Regions from separate parts of the Danio rerio genome. Here region 2 is linked to region 1. The links are chromatin contacts, called in public Hi-C maps. All regions are on one chromosome and are shown on one strand. The core of a region is the stretch at or near the end of the contact, and the rest is flanking DNA. Distances in the headings are between cores, read along the strand shown.

What was found. Hi-C and Micro-C count contacts between places; a contact is called where the count stands out from the background.
Region 2: a Hi-C map of hematopoietic stem cells shows a contact between it and region 1, with 2.2 times the contacts expected there. The contact joins the promoter of ezrb here to the promoter of enpp1 in region 1. A contact is called at or near these places in 2 of 18 Hi-C or Micro-C datasets (caudal fin and hematopoietic stem cells).

What each region holds. Positions count from the first base shown.
Region 1 is chr20:14,637,945-14,642,676 of GRCz12tu, forward strand. enpp1 (ectonucleotide pyrophosphatase/phosphodiesterase 1) reads left to right here and starts at 2,489. Exons shown (of 25, transcript NM_001030168.1): 1 at 2,489-2,664. The coding sequence starts at 2,536.
Region 2 is chr20:14,860,745-14,865,476 of GRCz12tu, forward strand. ezrb (ezrin b) reads right to left here and starts at 2,062. Exons shown (of 14, transcript NM_001030285.2): 1 at 2,035-2,062; 2 at 356-444. The coding sequence starts at 367.

The DNA of each region.
Region 1 (4,732 bases), core at 1,239-3,738:
TACTGACAGGGTATTCCAGTGTCAGAATGTTGCGGGACTGCTGTACAGGAGTTATTAATATAGGGATTATAGATCGCGAAATTTAGTGGTGGTTTTTTTTAGCTTTTTTTTTTTTTTAAAGCATGATGGAAAAACACGAATGTGGTTATGATTATACTAAAACGTGTTTGTTTGTCGTAAAAATTCGTAATAATGACAAAAAATACTAATTTGTGGATCTCCTTACCTCCGGGTTCAGCAATACTGCCGTTGTGATAAAATCTAAATATATAAAGTAAAAACTAATAATAGATATAAAGTAATACTAATAATAGTAACACACACACACACACACACACACACACACACACACACACACACACACACAAACAAACACACATTTATACACATATTTATTCAAAGACAGCTTTTATAAGAAAAATTTCAATATAAAATACACAAAAGGTTGGTTTTGATCAATAAATCAATTTAGATCTGTGTATATGACCGTTTTCCAACCGTGGTAAGGTTAGTTTGACATTTGACATTCATTAAACATTCACTTTCAAACCAATTAAATGATTTGCTCCTGTTATAGTTTAAGCCAAAACTACATTAGATAGAAATATATATATGTGCCCTTTATGTTGCACAAGGCTTATTTTCTCAATTGAAAAAACATAAGCCATATGAATGAACTTAACAATTCAACTATATGAAATCATACAACAAAACAAATACCAAAATGTTCAGAAAAAACATCCTGGTTATTGCACAAGACTGGAATTAGCACTTTATTTATTTTATAATATTTCTTTAAATAACTTTTAATGTAAAAATGATAATATTCATTTAAACTCTGGCACCATTTGAGATAAAGGAATAAAACAAACTGCACAATTGTCTGAATATTATTCTCTATGATGCACAAGCTTTGATTTTTACAGTAAAGCCTTTGTTGTTTTTATATATGGTGCGGTATCTATATTATTAGTGTATCGGATACACTGTAAATGCTTAAATAATTAAACTCTGACACCTTTTAAAAATAATGGACTCAAATTTACTCTAAACATTTCTAAATATTATTCTCTATGATGCACAACACCTGTTTTTTACAGTTGTGGCTTTGTTATTTTTATATATAGTACTGAATCCATATTTTCAGTATTTCGGATACAATGTAACCACAAACACAGATATAGCATTAAAAAAGTGATATAACAATCTGTAAAATATTAAAAGTATTATTGTTTATAAAGTATAAGACAATGCCTTTGTAGTAATGTGTTTTTTTTTTATAAACAGTAATTCAACTTGTTTTGTATTTTTTGTTGTTTAATAATTGTGCTTATATTGTTTTACCATACACCAATTTGCCATGGAATGGGTGAGCTTATTTATGTATTTAGTTAGTTAATTAGTTGTTAGTTAGTTATATTTGACTGTTGCCTGCCGTTTATTGCCCTTACTGTCTGACAATAAATTTGTAATATTTTTTATGCAAATTGTTCATAATATTTTTATAGCCAAATGCAATATTGTAATCCTGTAATCCAAATATGTAACTTTTTTAACATTCAAAAGGTGTCAGAGTTTAATTATTTTAAGTGTTTACGGTGTAGCTGATACATTGAAAATATGGATATATTACTGTATGTAAAAACAATGGCATAACTGTAAAACTGTTTTAGTGCATCATAAAGAATAATATTTTTAAAATTTTACAGTTGATTTGATTTCAAAAAATTGTCAGAGTTTAATTCATTTAAGTGTCTACAGAGTATGCATTATACTGAAAATATGGATTCAGTACTGTATCTAAATTCAACAAAGACATAACTAAAAATAAAAGCTTGTGCATCATAAAGAATAATATTTAGAAAATACTAATATTTAGGAAATTTTAGTTTAAATAATCATTAAATTTTTTTATATTACATAAATATTATAAAATAAATAAAACTATAATTCTCCTGTCTTGTGCAATAACCAGGATGTTTTTCTGAACATTAGGTATTTATTTTGTTGTATAATTTCATATGGTTAAATTGTTTAATTCATTCATATGGCTATATTTGTTTTTGTTTTGCTTTTTATCTAGAAAGTAAGCCTTGTGCAACATATAGGAGACATATTTGTCCATCTGACATAGTATGGGCTCAAACTATAACAGGAGCATAGAATGTAATTGGTTTCAAACCGAATGTCTAATGAATGTCAAACAAACATTATACGATATGACGTGTTGTTGATCAAGAAGGCATCCTATTGTCCATTAGATAATGTCCGTAGATTATATATTACTGATATTTTACTGATATTGTTATTTTAGTGCAAACATGGTTTGCCTAAGTCCTGCCCTTTCCCAGGTTTAAATATAATTAGCCAGAAAGAGAGGGCATGTGCTGCCGATCATGTTACCTTTGGTTGACTAGACCGCAGCAGCTGGGCGGTCCTTCAGCTTCATGAACTACAAAGTCACTAGAGAACAAAGTTTGAAATGAGTCCGAGCTCAACAAACCTGTGCAAGGCAAAGCGAGCGCGCGGTCAATAATGGACTCAGCCAAGCGGGATGAACACATGAGCGAACACGCCGCCAACCTACTGGGCACAGGACAGCGGTACACACGGACACACAACACTGCAAAAGTCCAGTCAAGATACTTGAAAATCCTCTGTGCGGTAAGCGGACACTCTCGGGGAAACAAAAGCCGGTTACTGAATCTAGGTTAACCAAACATGACTGACTCGGGTTAAGTTACTCGTTTAAACTTTTTGCTTAAAAGTTTGTGCAGGGATTGATTGTTCTTTATTGTTATTTAAAATAAGTTTACAATAGAGTGTAGTGGACTGTTTTATAGTAAAAACTGAGTATACGGTGTATATTTAGATAAACAAACAGTAAAATACTGTGCTTGGCTGCTTTTCAGAAAAAAAAAAACACACAAATGTGTTAATGTTTTACATGCATTTTTAGGTAAATGATAATTTATTCACAGTTTTTTTTTTTTTTTTTTTTTGAAAATAACCTATTTAAAAAGTGGATTAAACAATTTATGTTTTTAAGGTATTGTCAGACCTTTTCACCCAGTGATAAACTATCTGGGAGATTAAAACCATATATATATATATATATATATATATATGAGCAATTCCATGAAAATGTCAACCTTGCCATGAAAAGTAAAATGTTTTCACCAAAATAGCGAAACCGTTTCTACATTTTTTGCGCAGGCAAGTGTTTTACAGTACTTTGAAAATACTTAAAAATGTGTCTGTCAATGTTTTCAAACTATTATATTTGATTTACCAAAGTCACACAAATGGCAATTTCACATCTGTCACATCCATAACGAAAAAGTGTCACATCCATAACACAGCTTTTCCCTCAAAAATGCAAAAATGTCAAAATAAAATAAAATCAATCAGTTTTGTTCTATAAAGAGCCAACTCTTATCCTTTTGTTAAGGAATATTTATTTTGGGTTGTGCAGTTTAATTCACAGAATTTCTACGAAATATGTTGTATACTGTAAACTCGCAGACATTTTTTGTCACATCCATAACGCTTGTTTATTTTCCTCATTTAAAGTATAAAAATGTTCACAGATTGAATTTTTTTGATCCCATAACTCTGTGGTTAGTTGTTTTGGAAAATATAAACAGATGATTCAATATAATGTTAACGTAAACTTTCTCTGCGAATTTATGTTTTGAATTTTTACTGCAAATGTCACATCCATAACGCTGGAATCAGCCATATATATATATATATATATATATATATATATATATATATATATATATATATATATATATAAGCAAGCCAGGAAGGTAAAGCCATGTAAAATTTTATTTTTAAAAGAAATATTTGGGGAAAGTGGCTAAATTGAGCTTGTCAAACTGTATTTGAACCTTGTTTAAGAGAGAGAGAGATAGAGAGTGAGAAAATACTGTAGTATTGCAGAAGGGTGCCAAATGGCAAAGCAGTGAAAACAAGTAACAGTTGGCTGCACCGGACTTCTGGAGGAAATGCTGGTCATTATCTGCCTCTGGAAGCCAGCAGAACCATACTATGTGTAGTGTAGTGTAATGTTACAGTATATCTTTCAGAGTTTAGCTCGAGGAGTTTTCATCGGTAGTACAACTTGGGAAGGTGTTATGTATTTAGTGGACTCCATGCAGAGCAACATAAACCAATCCATTAAAGTTTTGAAGTAAACGGGAGGTTTGTTAGTCAACATTTGTGTTTAAGAGTGCATTGGTTTACAGTAGCAGTGAATGAGCTATAGAGAAGAGAAGAAACTAGCAGATTTATAATGTAAGCGTGTATTTGGGTGGTGAAGACTTCAACTTCTTCTAAAAGGCTGTGGTCTCAGATCAGATGGTTGGGTGGAGTTCAGTTTACTAGAGGGGAACAGAGAAGGTGAACATTTGAGAGAGGTGACTGTTCAGTTAAAACATATTTCAAAACTATTCTCATTGCAGTTCATTTATTTATTAGAAAAATTGCAATATATGCATGGCTGGTGTGTTCGGTTTTTATATTTGATTAACCTCACTTATTTTGTACTAGTATTTTGGGATCTTTTACCCCATTCAAGTAAATAAACTCTGTTATTAACTGAACACTTTTAATTAATTCCTGTATCAGTGTTGAGCTAGAAAACTTAAAGTGAGTTAACAGTGAGAAAAAAGGTGGACTGCAGAGTCTGCACTAAGACTTAGGACTTAATAATTTTAGCTGATAC
Region 2 (4,732 bases), core at 812-3,311, 220 kb after region 1:
AAACAGTATATATTAATAGTTACTTGTGTGTTTGGGGACATATTTCATTAAGATTTATTGATTTTAACATGCTACCAACAGAAGGCAAAAAATATCAGAGACCAACAGGACTGACATTACAACCAACAACTTCCATTATAACAATTCCAAAGCCATTAGAACTTCCCAGATGGTTTCACTGCTTCCACAGAATTGAAGTCAACATTAATAAACCAAAACATGTCTCCAATCAGACAACAAATCCTTCAGAAAACTTTAAAACACTAACCAGAAGTTGAAAACAAGGCAAACATCCAGACTGGTCCGTCTTTACGGTTTAATAATAAACATACTCTCAATAAAAATTAATACTTACTGGTTTAGGCATTTTGATTTTGATGTAGATGCCGATTCCTCTCGTCAAAGCGTCAGAATAAAGTCAGTTTTTCTCTCCACGGATCCTCCCTGTGAAACAGAAAGAGGAGAAACTAAGAATGACTCAAGAGCAGCCTGCCTGTCATTTAAAGATCGGCGAGAATAAACCCTGACGCACTCCATGAACAGCCGCATGAATCACGATTAAAAAAAAGCTGGAACTCGAGATTGTCAATGCCTCACCCAAACAGAGGTAACACCGCCTTTGAATTTAAAGTCCCCACCCCATTCTGCAAATATTTGCTCCAGTCTCTGTTCCCCAAAGATCGAGCCTGCACGGGGAATGTCAAATATTCGGTTATTATAATTAATAGTAATATACATAGCGGGAGCTGATCATAGACAAGGTAATCAATAATGGTAACGTTACATGAGGCGAGTTTTTGGTCATGAGAACAAATAAAGTTTGCTCAACTATATTACTCAATATGAAAGAAAAAAAATGATTTAAGGTAACTGAAGTATCGACATTAGCATATTTTACTAAATAAATACATAATACTTCTATAATTAGATGTTTACGTTTTGAGTTTAACCTCATCACTTGTCAGTCACTTGAGTTGTCATTTGAGTTAATTTAACATTATAGCACAGTTCTATAAGTTTTGTTTGATTTCGAGTCCTACAGCAAATGAAATGACAGAAATTGAAACACCTCCTACTGATTCGTGCGTGCTTTGATGCACTGAAAGATCCGGTTCGTAAGAGTCGTTTGTTCGAGATTCACTCCACAACTCGCGCTTTACGTAACGATTCATGATCAATAAGATAACTATAATACAAAACTACTAACTAATACTGTAATTACAATAACAACAAAACTATAGTATTATGATTATTATAAAAAATATTATTATTATTATATCTAATGGGTGCACAAACTGACCAGCTTGAACGATTGGCTCCGATTCTCATGCTTGATTAGGTATATACAACAAAAGCAATGATACTACTACGAGAAAAGAGATCAATAATTAGCCATAATAGACAGATGAGTGGTAACGACTTAATAAAAAGAACCGGTTAAAATTATTTCGATTCACTAAAAAAGATCCGATTCATAAGAATCGTTTACTTGAGAACTGAACTGTATTGATGTTTTGGATCCAATAACTGGCTCATAAGAGTCATTCGTTCGGGATTCATACTAAACTGTTTTGCTGACGATTGACTTATGACGCCGTTACGTCCCTGTCGAAAAGTGCAGGAAACACACTGCGGTTTTCGGTGCCCCGACAGAGAAACACTCGTTTCACTGTCACGGAGCCGAATTTAGCATAACGACCCACGAGCTTCTCGATTCACAAGCCTATATCATAGGCTAAAACACAAATTTACATTGACAATGCTGTCCACATGGTAGCGTGCACGACCACGCTGTTCATCCTCAAAATAGACAAAGCTCTATCCCGCGTCTGATAGCGTCTCTGTGTTTGTAAAAGGGCCTGTCTCGTGGCAAGGTACATGCTATCCCACTGCGTTAATCAGAGCTGCACCTGTTGGTAGAGATTTCTCCGTGAACTGGGCGGCGTCAGCACAAAGACGACCGCCTGAACCGTAGACGCGCAAACTGTTTTGCGGTCTTTGACCCAAGCGATAATCGATCGGGGAGTATCTTACCAGAGCCGGCAAGTCAGTTCAGCACAGCTTCGGCCGAAAAATTCCCCTCCCTTCCGAGGAAGTGAGCGCGGAGTCCGGCGGCGATAATATGGCTGACGGTGCGCTCACCTTTGTGCGCTCTGCCGAATGACAGACAGACCGACTGAAAAAAAGCGGCTCCAGTTCCTGTTTGAGACGCGCTGCTGCGCCGCGACGCCCACAACGCCGGATACCATCAGCAAAATGCGCCTGCTCAAGTGCCTTCACTTCACCGAGGCTAAAGGGCTAAAGTTTGCTTGAAAATGATTTTAATGACACAATAATTTGCAGCCTTTAGGAGCAACTCGAGCATTTGAAACGTACCTGGCTGCAGCATTGAGAAATATATCAAGTGGTAGGTGTTCAAAAGTCTACGTTTGCGTCTGCTGTTTACGTCATAATAGTGGGCTACTCTGTCAATATGGTTTTCTTTATTGAAAATATATGTCTGAATCCTAATAGGTACTTAATTACGATTAGGACACAATAAGTTTCATTTAGAATTATGCACCATTGTACATACAGTAAATACGTATTAATACAAAAAAAGATATTGATACATATGGTTTCTTTTGTAAGAAACTCAAGAGTCTCTAGTTAATTTATTCTGACTATGCAATTATCCTAATTTGCTTTGGAAAGACTTTTCCCTGTTTGTAATTGAGAACATTAATAAAGACTTCTTTACTGTGGGAAAATGTTTTGTTTGTTTGTTTGTTTGTTTTTTATTTAAAAACAGGTCCTTTACATGAAAGTGTTTTCTTAAAATTCTCATTTATTAACAGCATTTTATGTACATAAATGTAAATATACACATCAAAATATTTATATACACTCACTGGCCTCTTTATTAGGTACACATAGTACCAGGTTGGTCTCCTTTTGCCTTCAGAACCGCCTTAATCCATCATAGATTCAACAAGGTGCTGGAAATAATCATCAGAGATTTTAACATGATAGCATTGGATTGAGATCTGGTGACTGTGGAGGTCATTTGAATACAGTAAACTTGTTTTCATGTTCAAGAAACCAGTCTGAGACGATTCACGCTTTATGACATGGAGCATTATCCTACTGAAAGTAGCCATCGGAGGATGGGTACACTGTGGTCATAAAGGGATGGACATGGTCAGCAACAATACTCGAGTGGGCTGTGGAGTTGACACGGTGCTCAGTTGGTTCTAATAAGCCCAAAATGTGTCAAGAAAACATCGCCACACCGTTACACTACCAGCAGCCTGAACTGTTGATAAAAGGCAGGAAGGATCCATGCTTTCATGTTGTTGATGTCAAATTCAAGTTCAAAATCAGTACCATCCGAATGTTGCAGCAAAGTAAGACTCATCAGACCAGGCAATGCTTTTCCAATCTTCTATTGTCCAGTTTTGGTGAGCCTGTGTGAATTGTAGATTCGGTTTCCTCTTTTTAGCTGACAGAAGTGGTTTTCTGCTGCTATAGCATTGCTTCAACGTTGGAAGAGTTGTGCGTTCAGAAATGCTCTTCTGCATACCTCGATTGTAGCGAGGGGTTTTTTGAGTTACTGTTGTGTTTTCTAAAGGTATCAGGTGGAACCAGTCGGGCCATTCTCGTCTGACCTTTGGCATCAACAAGGCATTTGCGCCCACAGAACTGCCGCTTACTGAATATTTTCTCTTTTTTGGACCATTCTTTGTTAACCCTAGGGATTGATGTGCTTGAAAATCCTAGTAGATCAGCAGTTTCTGAAATACTCAGGCCAGCCCGTCTAGCACCAACAACCATGCCACGTTTAAAGTCACTTAAATTTTTGCGTTAACAAGCAGTTTGACATATAGCCTCGAATATAGCCTGACGCTGATGCACACCTCTCAAAAAATGTAACTACACGTCACAACAATGCATAGCAAAATGTAACTACATGTCGCAACAATGCGTAGCACATGCTCTGTAATTGGTCTGGTTGGTAGTGATGACGATCCCGATGTGGGCGGGACTGAGAGCCACCTGAACTTGTTGGAGCGAGTGTTTACAGGTGTTGAGTCCTGTGAAGGAGCCCCAGATGGAAAGTTTTGTTTTGTGTTCACCTTATGATTAATGTTGCATTGCTGCCGGTCCGCCTCTGAATGAACGAGTTGTAGCGTTCATAATTTATTATTTTTTTAAACTTGCAAAGAAACTCGAAACAGAGGAATAAAAAAAAACATACTGCCAGCTAGTGTTTCGGAAGAGTTTTTGTAGAGCAACACAAACAGCCTGCAGAAGTATAAATGCACCACTACGCTCCACCTAGGCATGCCCAGTGGGTCATGCTGATCACTCGAAGCAGAAGTATAAACCAGCCTTTGGCCTCTATCAAACTGAATTAACAGACTTTTGTTTGAACATCAACATTGCCAACAGAGTCTGTGCACTTATAACATAAACATTATGTTATCAATGTATCAAAATAAACAAAACTCACTAATAATATTTAAACTAAGAACAAAAAAAGGGCAAACACACTTTCGAAGTGATTATCTGATTACACTCTAACTACCTTTTTTATGTAAAGTCTATGAGGTAAAGTCTAAAGTGACAGTGCTGTCAAAGTTATTCCCCCATCTCTCCTTCACCCTCCCTGCGCTCCAATCAGAAACATCCTTTCAGTATTGGAGGCATGGCAGTAACAATTAAAGCCAATCGATGAAGAGACTTTTCCCAA